Linked DNA regions of Urocitellus parryii: region 2 is linked to region 1. A link is a contact called in public Hi-C data. All regions are on one chromosome and are shown on one strand. Each heading gives the region's core, a stretch centred on a gene start, on an enhancer-like site or on the middle of the called end of the contact. The rest is flanking DNA. Distances are from core to core; before and after follow the strand shown.

Region 1 (6,757 bases), core at 1,850-4,349:
CTCCAGGAAAATGTAAAATAAATGTTAATTTTTAAAAATCTATTTCTTCTACATTTTTCTTATTGTTCTGAGTTCTTCATTTTAAAAATATCTTTAAACAGTTCATTTGTATTCAATTAAACTTCTCTATTAACTTTATTTTTCTTTCATTCTACTTCATTAAGTTATTAAAGACAAGAAAAGTCACTATCATCAAGATTGTTGTGTGAGTGGGTTTTGGTTTTTAACAAGCAAATTCCAGGGCTGCCAGGGCTGCATTAATATGATAGGTAGAGTCAAATTTCTGATACTTTGTAGAGCTAATACAATACAGTTAATATACAGAGAGAGTGAGATCAAATACAGTGAAGGCATCATAAGATGCTAAACATGATTAAACAGATTTTAACAATGTTAAAATCTCTACTGAAACAAGAAAGTATACGTACACAATTTAGAAAGACTTAAGAAGGATTAAAATAAAAGATTTTTAATTGGATTGTAGGTAACCAAAAATCACAATTGCTTCTGAAATACTCTGGTTGATTGATAGATTCTATACAAACAATAGGAGGAAAAGTCCCACTTAGAATAAAGGTCCAATGCTAAAGTGTGGTAGAAAAAAATAAAATCCTATCCCAGATTATAATTCTTTAAAACTGACACTTATACACTACAAACTACTGAACTGTATAATTTTTTTATAATGTTGGCGATGAACTACACATTTTAAATAGGTGAATTTTATAGTATATGAACTATATCTTTATAAATCTGTTAGAACACACTAAGTTGTTGGTTTGCGGGTGTAGCTCAATGGTACAGGACTTGCTTAGGATGCTCAAGACCCTGGGTTTGATCCCCAGCACAGCCAGAAAACAAAACAAAACAAAAAAACCCTACAACAAGGAAAACTCACAAAATACTATCTATGCTTTTCTTTATAACGTATTAAGTACATTCATATTGTTATGGAACCAGAACTTCTTTCATTTTGCAAAATTAAAACTATACCCATTAGACAATAAATCCCCATTCCTTCTTCCCCTTAGCCTCTGACAACCACTCTCTCTTCAGATTTTAAGTGTTTATAATAAAGTGAAATTCTTACCAGATTATGTATAATATTTGTTAAGGTCCAAGCAACAGGAACACTGAAGAAAGGAATGCTGAGTAAGACAATATGGAGCAAGCCAACTCCCAATGCATATGTCAGCCACATACCCCGGCTATTCATTACACGGGTATTTGGATTCACTTCACTGTGGGCAACTCCAACATTCATGTTTGCTCTAAAGAGAAAAAATAAACAGTGATACAGCTGGAAATCTAAATACTCCTAATTCTGACACAATGAAATATTACCAGGATTATTTTTCCTTGTTATTCTGAAATAGAACACACACCCTCCAAAATGTGCTACTTGCAGATGCTGGTATAGGCAGCAAAGAAGCTTTAATATCTTACTTAATGGTAAGGTAAACAAGACTTATTTTTATGGTTCCCTTTCCTAAAACTTGTCTTCTAGGATGTCAGTTTTAGTGAATGAAATAATGGACAGGAAAACTCAAACTTAAAAGAGAAATGTCTATTTTTTTTTTTACATTATGAGCGCAGTTAAGTCATGAGCTAAATTTACCAACAGAATAAACATTAAAAAAAAAAAAGGGGGGGGGAGGGAAGAACCGACCGTCGCCAGTCTGTTCTGAGTAGTGAGATGCTTATATCTAATGTAATGTTGTACCCATACAATAGTCAAAGAGTTCAAAGTACTCCTTTTTGAGTACTGAACCTGGAAAGAACATGTTGATATAATGTGTAAAATTTATGTGGTCAGGGATAGGTTTGTTTCTCAATTTTGTGACACACTAGATTAAAAAAAGCAATAAATCTTTCTTCGAATATTTCAATAACTCTAAAACTTTAGTTTTTCTTCCTTTTTTGAAAGTTTTCCCTTCCTCTTTTATATTCAAAATAAACACCAAAGTAAGAAATGACAGTAGCCCTCAGTCATTTTAATTATAATGTTTACTTAGGTCTAAGAATTCCTTAAACAATATCAAATTGTCCTAAAGAATATCTATTAGAAGTCTAAGAAGGGGGGAAATGGGGTTAGATTACATTTTAAGAACCCCCCATTAAAAATATACATTGACTCTTTTTTACTACAGAGCTAGCAAAGAGGAATTTTTTCATAACCATATCCCAGCAAGTGTTTCCGGAATATAATGTCCTTTTACCCTGTCAAGATCTATGGAATAGGCATCAGGCTTAAGGTGATGAAAGTTAGTTACAATAAGACAAAAGTTAGTTTTGTGTGTAAATATTTCTTCTACTATAAAAACCCATCATTTATGGTACCTTATTTTTACATTTTACAAATTGTACTTAGAACATGACTTAAGATAGTTTTCCCAATTTCCACACTGTCTTCGCAAACAATTTTCAAAGAAGGCCTAAAATTCACATGTCAGCCGCAGGCAAAGCTGGGGTGGTACTGATCCTACTTCAGTTCGGAAACCATTCCCAGCAGGTGTGCCGCAGACAATGACTTCTCAGACAGTGAAGAGACTCTCAGCTCTGCCCTCGCCCAGGCCTTTGGCGAGGGCGACCCGCAGCGGCCCGCACTGGGAACTCCCCAGCCTACCAGACCGCCCCGGGAAGCCTCCAGGGGGGTGGAAACCCCCACCCTGACCTTCGTTGTCGCGTCGTACCTCCTGTCACGGCCGTGGCACAACAGCGAGGGTTTGAGGGAGAGTACCTACGGCCGCTTAGCCGGCAGGGCCGGGCAGAGCGCCCCGGGTGCAGCCCGGGCCCCTCTCCACGAAGTAGATTCTGGGCCTCCAGAAGCTCGCTCCTAGCCAAGACAGCAGCACAGTCCCACGCACTGGTATCCACTTACCCGCCGACCGGTTCCCGGCGGCCGGCACGGCGCTAGAGCAACCCAGCGGCAACCTCAGCTTACGCTCACGCTACGAAAGCCAAGTCTGCCCTAGCGCGGCGCCCCGCGTGCCGACGCCGTCCTAGCGCACTCACCGCCAGGGGATTGGCCGCCAACAGCGCCAGTCCCGCCTCCTCGGGCAAGGCGGGACCAAGAGGCGCGCGGTTCCCTTCCCACAGCGCGCGTGCGCTAAGGGCTAGCGGGGCAACTCAAGCGGCTGGGCCTGGGTTCCGCGAGGGACGCTGGCTGCTTGCCGCTGGTGGATGGTAATTGCCTACCTTGCGCGAGCTGGAAGACAGTGTCTTGTGCCTAATAGGCATTAGTTCTGATATGCTGGTAGGCTCGACAGTTCCCTCTCCCTCGACTTGTCTTAGTCGGAGCGTGAGCGCTGCAGGCCGCGGTGGGCGCCTCCTCCAGGGGCGGGAAGTGGGTGTAGCGGAGCTGCGGAGCGCGCACACGTGCGGAGCTGGGTGCCTCAGTGCCTTGCTTTGAATTTTGTTGTAGTGCATTTCCCAAACCTTCTTGGGTACAGGTTTTTATAAGTTGTTTCCTAGCAGAAAATTTAATCCACCACAGCCGTAACTAGTCTTGCAAGCGAGTGTGACGTATTATAACGTAATTTGGTGACCTGCAAGGGGTACAGGTAAAGTCTTCATTTAATCCTTATTTTTGCCGATGTCTTTCGGCGTTTATCTCTATTGAGAACGGGCACCAGTGTTACATCCTGAGAAAATGTGGATACCAAAAACTGATCTTATTTGAGGAGTGAGAGGAAACATGATTAGTTTTTGGAATCGTCTTTGAAATCAAATTTCCTTTACCTTCGCAGTATGTAAAGCTTGTGATTTTCGTTGCTGAAATATTTCAGAGTTGATTTTGGAGAACGTTGGTTATCTATATGTAAATATTTTGTATTTCTGTTGGTTCTGTGAAAACAATTGGGTTAGATTTATTTTGTTCTTTAAATAATTTGTGTTCTCCTTAAAATCTGTGAATTCTCTGATCTCTACTTCTCTTTCTGTAGTCCTTAACTGACTTTCCTGGTCCTCAGCTCTTTATGAATATTCAGTTTTCCTCTCAACACAAATGAAAGACTGACTATCCTGACATTCTCAGACATTCTATTCTATCTATGCTGTGACTTGGAAGCCTGACACCAACCCTTCTACTTTTAAGAAGAGGTCATTTGATACTCATGGTAGAATGCTACATTCTAGGGACAAGTGATTATAAAAACTACATCCTTAAAGCACTCTGAACCTGGAGGAAGGGACAAACAAATAGAATAATTTGGGATGAGTTTGGGTTAAAAATAAAGAAAAGGTATTACAGAGGAAGGAATGTCTAATTTACTGGTGATTGAAGGGAGTAGGAGTTGGAACAGGAGAGAAAGGCTTTCTTGAGGATACTTAACCCAAATCTGCAAGGCTGATTATCCTCTTAGGAAGAAGCAACCCTGTGAGCTAAAGGAGTGAGTTTACCATGTTTAGAAGAGACAAATTGTGTAGGAGGACTGGCCTTGGGAATGGTGGGATGAGATAAGAAAGGTAGATAAAGATCCAGTTATTAGGAGTTTGGATTTAATCTAGTTAGTGGTTGGAAATCTTATAAAAATTTTAAGGTAGCAATGTGATGAAATTTAAATGAAAAAATAAATAATGGAAGGTTGATATTTGAGTCACAGTATTAATTAGGTGACAACTATAGTAAGTCAGAGGAGAAATGTTGAGCTGGTGAACAGTCAGTATGCAGAAGATTATTTTGAGAAATATTTAGAAAGTAGGATAGATAGGACTGGATGCCAGGTGGTAGAGGGTGAGAATTGCTATGATGTCTTTTTTTTTTTTTTAAGAGAGAGTGAGAGAGGGGGAGAGAGAGAGAATTTTAATATTTATTTTTTAGTTATAGGCGGACACAACATCCTTGTTTGTATGTGGTGCTGAGGATCGAACCCAGGCCGCACGCATGCCAGGCGAGCGTGCTACCGCTTGAGCCACATCCCCAGCCCCTGCTATGATGTCTTTAATTTCTAAATTTTGTTTTGTGTGTCTGGATGGAAAGTCTACAGTGGAACTGTCCTTTGAAGTCAAACATGCCAGAGTGTCCATCTGCCTTGGACACTCTGGCATATAATAGTGGTGTGATCTTTAGCAATATATCAAGCGTTTAAGTCTCATTTGTAATGGAAGAATAATAATATATGAGGGTATATTGTGAGGATTAAGTGAAATAATGTATATGAAGTTTTTATGTTAGCTCTTCTTATTATTACAAACAAAATATAGAAAGAAAGTTCATTAGAGAAAGATTATGAGATTGTTTGGGGGCATAATAAGTTTAGGTTGCCTCCAGATCATCTAAATGATGGTATTTAAAAAGTAGGTGAATCAGCCCTGGAGTCCAGAAAAAAAAAAAATTGTTAGACGTTTGGGTGGATCAGGGAATAACATGGAGCCAGTTTAAAATTAAGTATGAGGTGTAAGCTCACTAGTGGATCACTTGTATGGTATGCACAAGACCCTCGGTTTGATCCCCAGCACCACAAAAAAAGAAAAAGTAAATAAAATCAAGCATATCTAGGGAAGGAAATGGTGACTTGATGGGAAGGGGGACACCATTTTAATGTTTATATTGGTCTAGGAAAAATGCTGATAAAATTACTTTCTTAGGTCTTTGGGATTTTCAAACTAAGGTAGAAGATTTTTTAACCCAATTCTAAATGATTAGCCACCACATTACACAGTGTAGCTCTATACTCTTAGACTTGGGGCCATTTTAAAGCTTTGGAAGAGGAGAGAAAGTGCCTTTTGTTTTGGATAGCACTAATTTGTGTGAATGTTATGATAATGGAGCTGCCTAATTGTCCAGTGTTTGTCCACCAGATGACTAACTAAGCTTCCAACCCTGGAGAGCCACAAAAGATCATTGAGAAGTAGCTATTCATAGCTGCTTCTCTTAAAACTGTGTTCTCCAAAACTAAATCAAATATATAGATTAATTAGAGAGTAATTGTTAGTATTAAAAAATGCCAGCATTTCTTTACATAATGATCTCTTGTCATAATACTGTACATTTTAAGCCCTTACCATTTTATATATGCTTTCTAATTTGATCCTTACAATAAGTCATGAGGCGTTATCTCTCTTTTTACAAATGAATTATTTTTACAGAGGAATTTAAGTGATTTGCTTCTGTTGATATGTAAGAAGATGAACCCCAAGACCTATTTGTTTTTTTGCTCTTTGTCTTCGGTCTGTTAGTTTTTCTGCTGTGCCAATTAGTATTGCCTTATGTTTGTAAAATATACTTATGAATTTGACTATTTAACATCCTCAAAACCCAGTATGTTACCTTTTTTCCCAGAAATACTTCTCTTAAAATCTTGCTGTTATAATGCCTATACTCCATTTTTTGTTGAGTTACTGATACTTATTTTACATTCTTCCTTTATGTGGCTTATTTATCTTACATTGCCTGAGAAGGAATTTTAAATGGATTTTTTTTTCATTGCTATTTTGTTTGGAACTAGATTCCTTAGAATCAAATCATCATATGAGCATGTATCTAGTCATGCTAAATTAAGAAAATACTAGGGTTCCTTCACCTCCTTTTTTTTTTATCTAAAAAAAATCTTAACTCTTTGGAGAAGTTGGATGTTGTCAAGCTAGTATTTATTTTCCCATTTTTTTTCTGAAATTAGCAGTAAGGCAGGAGCAAAGCTCCCTCCCTGCATGTTTTAACTATGGAATTTCCATTAAAGATTTTTGAGGTGTTTTGTTTGTTTGAGCAAAGGGTTTTATAGCTAAAACATGGATCTACATGTAGTGTCAGCATATA
Region 2 (6,757 bases), core at 2,878-5,377, 400 kb after region 1:
TGCCTAGATGAGTGAGACCTTGGGTTCAATCCCCAGCGCTGTAAAAACATAAAATAAAATTTGGTATTAGCTTTTATACCTCAAAGTAAGTACTTGAAAAGTTAGAGTCTCCAAGTAATTCTGAATTTATGGTTTTCTCTTTTCCTTTTATTGGTTCCCAAACTGCCATCTGGTGGACAGGAAGAGGCCATGCACATCTCAGAGACTGCTAATTTAATTCTATGAACAGGTGTATTTCAGTTCTTTCAGGTGATGTCAAATTGTGTCACTCTACACTGGTAATTTATTAGAAATGCAAAGTATCTGTCCCAATACAGACCTATTGAATAAGAAATTGTGGGAGTGGGACCCAGAAATCTACTTAATAAACTCTCCAGGTGATTATGTTGCATGCTGAAGTATAAAAACGATTGTCTTAAAAGTATGGGAACTTAATCATTCACATGATTAAGCCAATGAATCAAAAATAGGCTTACAAAATTAAACAACACCACATGAAACTTTCCAAGCAAGAAGATAATATCATCATATAAGTAATTACACCAGAATTAAGGTTATTACACCAGAAGTAGGCAAGATGTAAATAGGGCAGAAAGTCAGGTCCAGAAGACCAAGTAATTCAAGCAGGAGCTGATGAAGGAGAGCAGCTGTAGAAATAGAAAGGAATGATTTATTGAGTTATGAAGTAAAAACACAGTGAAAAATAAAAGACTTATTTCAGAAATGACTCCAAGATTTCAAATAAAGATAGTTAGAAGAATATACTGAAAAGATTGGAAAGGAAAACAACTGGTTTGTAGGATAAAATGTGAATTTGATTTTTTTATTTCAATTTGTACTGATAATAAGGAGAAACATTCAAAAACAAATGGAGAAAAGAGACTGGAGCCTCAAAGAAAAGTTAAGACTAGAGGCAGGAACTCACATATACAGACAATTGTGGAGGCATCAAGTTTTGGTAAGAAATAAAAAGAAAGCTGCAATTGGAAATTAGTGGCCAGAAGTTGCTATCTAGGTCTGAAAATGTGCTTCTTGGTCATTATCATTGTTGTTGTTTTTTCATTCAGCAGTGTTTCAAAATTATACATATTTAAAAACCAAAAGATTTCACATAAACATGCCGTTTCCAGCTTTTCCAGAAAAACCAAAAGTAGATATAGAAACACTGTATCTAAATTCTGGAATGACAACAATGTTGGGGGCTAAGGAACTGCCTCCTTTAGACAGAGCATTCTCCCTAGCTTACCAGCACCCAACTGCCATCATCTAGAATCACTAAACACATATTTTCAGCCTCTGCACTTGGACATGTGCCTCCTAGAACACTGGGGTGGGGAGAGATGGAACACATAATTGAGCTTCTGGACACCTAAGTAGAAGGAAAAAAGAAAAGCAGCAGCCAAAGAGCAAGAACCCAAACAATTTAGTTAAGCAGAACAGATGAAAAAAAAAAACAATGAGTTCTATTAACAACTTAAAGATCAATCCATTTAGGAGATTGACTTTGACTTCCTCTATCTAAATCTGGCTCTCCCATATCTGAGCCTTTCCTTTAAGATGCTTATCAGATTTGGTAACTAAATACCACTTTTGTCCAATTATCTGTCTCATATATGCTATTCTTACAGACTTTAAGGGACTTGGAAAAGGAACAGTAAGAATACCAAGTAGTCCAGATAGCTATAGGATAATAGAATTGCCTAGAACAGTATCTTCTGCAGCTGGAATGACTGTAAAATGTTGTATTCATGAAGTAAATTGAAGCCAAATCCTTGCAATCCAGGCCAGAAAATTTTATTCAAGTCCATGAACACAAGAGTACCTCTGAGAGCTTTTGAGCAGAAGAATGGCAGGCACTAAAGTAAAATTTAGTAAGATGAATCTAACAGTCTTGTATGAATCTACTCAAACTGGGATGAGGGTAAATTCATCAATCAACTCTTTGCAAAATTAGCAAGTGATAATTAAATTTGAGTCAGCAGGAAGAAGTAAGGTTTGGAAGTATGGGAGAACTTACATAATTTTAGATATCTAGAAGACTGATAGTGCCAAGAAAAAAAAAATGAGTTGTAAAGGTTGCAATTATGAGCAAACTTATATTCGAAGGGCAATCAAAACATTCAGATAGTTGTAACTAGCACAAGAGCTCAGGATAAATCAGGTTAAACAAATGTAAGTTATCATTAAAGATGATTTGGGGACGAAAAAATGTACAAGGACTGAACTGACACTGAATCAAGACAAGTAGTGGAAGAATGGTAGCAGGAACATAAGACAATGCTAGAGAAGCCAAAGGAGGCCATAATTCAAGAAGGATTGCCCAACAATATCAACCATGGCACACAGGCCTTTTTACCTCTCAAAAACACTCTGGGGCATCCTATTCCCTTATACATTTGTGGATTAGGCAAACAGACTGGATGACCCAGCCTCAGGTCCTGTTTTGTTAGTATAATACCCACTTCAGAGCTGGATCTGGAAAATGCATATCTAAACAAAATCTCCAAACTAGTCCTGGCTTCACCTAATCCAGTCTGCATCTTGAAATGTGGGGGGAATAAACCCAAGATTGTTAAGGTCTGTAAACAAGTCAAAATAACACCTGGTATTTTGCCAGGGGAATGTTAGAGCTAGTAAACAAGTCTGGATGGTGCCTGGCAAAATGCCAGAGGGAGTGGTTTGTGAAGTAACAAAAGCGAGCCATTAAGTGTGGAGATTCCTTATTGGTTGACTGATGTATCTAGTTTATGCTAATTAAGATAAGCTGTGCAAAATGTATAAATACCTCTGTTGTCCTACAATACCTGGCTCCTACTCCTGCTGTATCAATGTACACAAGTTATTCGTCACACCCCCCCCCCCCTTATTTTGCTGCAGCCTGGACTCCGGCTCAAGATGAACAGTGGGAACATATTCTTACCCAACTAAGTTAAGGTCAATAAACGTGTCTTGTTTATCAAATAATTTGGTATTTGCTTACATCAAAAAAGCAGAGGCAATGAAATATGTACTGATATTCTTAGTATTTACTAAGTTTCTCCATGAGGTGATGAGAAGTACAGGGAGGAATTTTAAGATACCAAGAAAACAAAATGTGACTCTTCAAAGCCTAACAAACATTTGAGAATCAGGTCAATGGATACAATGTCAGACCAAAAGACACTTTTTACTGAAACAATAACTATTCTTCAAAGAAACGCTATGAATCCCTTTGCAGAAACTCCCTAAAGCAAATTCTTAAGCAGAAATAACTTGTGGAGGAAATAATAAATCCCCCTTCAAGGAGGCACAGCTGCTACGTGGTATTATTTAAGGGCAGGCAGTAGGCCTTAAAACTGATGCAGCCTAATTTCCTATCATTAAAATGATTGCTTCCACAGTTGCTGTGCTGAGCCCAACCTGCAGTGAAGAGCACTTTTAAAAAGTTAACGTCTTCACACATTCCCCACTAAGTCACGTCAAATATCCTCAACACTATTCCCTAAGTTCCAGACCCCTATAACAACGCTGGAATTATCTAATAAAGCCAACCAAGGCACACACCACCAGCACAGGTGTAACAACTAGCAAAGCACCTCTGTTAGCTGCATAAAACGTGACACATGTTAATTTACTCTAACTTAAACCCCTACATGACCCAAAACTGTACCCCACCTTTAATAAATGAAAGAAATAGAGGCCAAAAGAAAAAAACGCCGTGGCTTATGATTTAGGAGCCAGTGACAGAAAATGGAGGTAATGCTGCAAAGATGTTGCTGAAGGAAGAGAAGCGGAAAGCTGGGCAGAGGGCGTGGGGGCATCAGAGCATGCAAGCCGGGTTTGAAGGCTGTGCCTACAAGTGGGACTCGAAACTTGGAAGCCAAACAGTCGGCCACCCATGACCCTTTTCTCACCTGGGCGAGAGTAGGTAATGAGCCTGCCCTTGGCACTTACCTCGACATTAGCCTCCACACGTTCTGCTGTCGCATCGCCAAAAAAATCCGGAGCTAAAGCAGCTAGAAAGATGCACAGGATTTGCGCCTCACGACAGACCTGAACAGTCCCACGCCGCGCGACACAGAGGACAAGTCCTCCAAGATGCCAGAGCGGCCCACGGCGTCTCTTCCTCTACGCTATGCTGAGGGGCGGGGCAAGAGCAACCACAGGAGGAAATGGATTGAGCGACGGGCTGGGGCGGGGCCAGGGCCGTGGGCGGGGCCAAAGCGAAAGCAGAGAGAAAGAGCTGAGGAGCGCTGTGGGAGAGAGGCTAGAGTTGACTCTGTCGGATTGGCAGGAAAGAAGATTGCCCTCCAGAGGCGGTCTTGGGAAAAGCCCAAACAGTCTTGGCCAGCTGGGATTGATGTCAATGACTTTTCTGAAATTTTAATGATTTTAAATTAAAAATGTTATTTAATATTCTTTGAGAATAAAGCAGATGAAATATCGATGTAGCTTATTTGTAACCCAATATAGTTGAAATCCTTTCATGCTAGAATTGGAACATTTGCAATTTTCTTGGGATAAATTATACATCCCCCCATCTTTCTCAATGACAGACAAGAAAATCTGATTCAGAGGTGATAGGTCAGGAGCGGTGGCACGCCCCTGTAACCCCAGTGGCTGGGAAGGCTGAGTCTGGAGGATAAAGAGTTCAAAGCCAGACTCAGCAACTTAATGAGGCCCTAAGCAACTTTGAAAGGCAAGGGATGCTATGGATGTGTCTCGGTGGTTAAGAGCCTCTGGGTTCAATCCCTGGTACAAAAAAAAAAAAAAAGGATATTTATGATGTCCTCATTAACTAAACTAAAAATATTACTTTATCAGCGAAAGATTAATTATATTCAAAAAGTAACTTAAAACAAGATTTAACTAAACCACTAGAATACACTGTAGAGTTGCTCTCAGATCCACCCAAAAGTCTAGCAGCCAACATTTCATCACCAATCAAGTATTTGTATTTATGAGAAATAAAAAATTCAGTGAAGAGTTTAAGAGGGGAAATTAAAGGAGTTTTGTTTCTTCAGTGCTGGGGATTGAAGCCTCGGCAAACTCTACTACTCCCACGTTCTCCACAAACTCTACGATTCAGACACTTCCAAGATTAGGTTATAAAAGACACTGTGGCTTCTGCATTGGTGGTCCTCTCTCTAGGATCCCTAGCCCTGGAGGAAGCCAGTAGTTAAACTGTAAGCAGTTCTCTGGAAAGGCCCAGGTGGCAAGGACTTGAGGCTTGCCAGTGTCATGAGTTTGGAAGTGGTCCCTCCCCTCCCAGGTGAATATTTAGATAACTGCAATCCCAGCTACCAGTTTGCAGCCTCATGAGAAGCTGAGCCAGAACACCTGGCTAAGCCTCTCCCTGGCTTACACAACCTGTGGAAATAATGTTTATTGATTTATAAATTTGGAGGTAATGTGTTACAGTAATTGACGATTGCATATCAAACAATAATAAAAAGAAAATCAAACCTAAAAATAGGCAATAAAATTGAATAGGTACTTTTACAAAAGAAAGTAGTAAACATGAAAAAGTGCTCAACATCTTAGACACTAGGAAAATGAAATGAAAACCACAACTTGACAACACTCTACATATACTAGCACGACTAAAATTAAAAAGATTTCAAAGGGGCTGGGGTTGTGGCTCAGTGGTAGAGCACTTGCCTGGCATGTGTGAGGCACTGGGTTTGATCCTCAGTACCATATAAAAATAAACAAAATAAAGGTATTCTTTCCATCTACAACTAAAAAAAAATCACAAAATGATGATGAGTATATGGAGAAACCTGAATTATTTTTTTAAAGGCAGATATAATTAACATACCATATAATTCATCCATTTAAAGTATACTATTAAGTGTAATCAGTCCCATCACTAGCACACTTTCTCAAATGGTAAAACAGTTTCCATCTGGCCCAACAATGCCACTCATAGGCATATGCCTAAGAGAAAGGAAAACAGAGCCCACATAAAAACTTGTACATGGTTAATCACAGCATCACTATTTTTAATAGCCAGAAAGTGGAAACAATCTTGTCCACGCACTGACAAAGAGATATTTTTAAAAAAGTTGTACATCCATACAATGAAGTATTATTGAACAAGAAAAAGAAATGAAGTACTGATACGTGTTACCACATGAATGAGTTATGCTGAGTGGAAGAAGCTGGTTACAAAGACCACATGTTATATAATTCCATTTATGAGTGTCTATATAAGCAAATATGTAGACAGAAAGCACACCAGGGGTTACCCAGGAAATGGAGGACTAGGGGTACAGCTAAAATTACAGACTTTCTTTGTGGAATAATAAAAATATTTTGAAATTCATAGTGATGCTAGAGCCAGGACTGATTACATAATTTGCTGGCCTAGTGCAAAATGAAAATGAAAATGTGGGGTCCTTTATTAAAAAATTAACAGTAGAACATTAAACCAAGCAAGGGACCTTGTGAGACACAGGTAGCATTGTGAGACACAGAAGCTAGAGGGACAAGAAAACTTTGAATCTCAGGTCATAAAACAGGAAATCCATGTCTTGCTAGTATACTATGCTGGATAAGATGACCCATTCATTTTTGTGACCAAGTAAGGAAGCAAGATGATGGTGATTGCCTGTAGCTAGAGACTGTCGTGCCATAACTACTGCTTATTTCATTAAAAAAATCACCCCTGGGTTAGCATGGAAGGGAATGAATACCAGGAGGCAAAGATCTTTAAGGATTGTTTGAAGCTGGCTATCAACTTGATTTCTTTTTAATTGCCAAATAGTCATCAAAG

Evidence for each region. A called contact is a pair of places that touch in the nucleus more often than the background predicts.
Region 2: a contact with region 1 is called in a Hi-C map of muscle, with 4 times the contacts expected there. The contact joins the promoter of Hibch here to the promoter of Pms1 in region 1. A contact is called at or near these places in 2 of 2 Hi-C or Micro-C datasets (liver and muscle).

What each region holds. Positions count from the first base shown.
Region 1 is chr1:240,311,460-240,318,216 of mUroPar1.hap1, forward strand. It overlaps Pms1 (PMS1 homolog 1, mismatch repair system component), which reads left to right and starts at 3,100. Exons shown (of 13, transcript XM_026389060.2): 1 at 3,100-3,186. It overlaps Ormdl1 (ORMDL sphingolipid biosynthesis regulator 1), which reads right to left and starts at 2,985. Exons shown (of 5, transcript XM_077803035.1): 1 at 2,882-2,985; 2 at 1,091-1,271. The coding sequence starts at 1,264.
Region 2 is chr1:240,711,777-240,718,533 of mUroPar1.hap1, forward strand. Hibch (3-hydroxyisobutyryl-CoA hydrolase) reads right to left here and starts at 4,128. Exons shown (of 14, transcript XM_026389056.2): 1 at 3,934-4,128. The coding sequence starts at 3,968.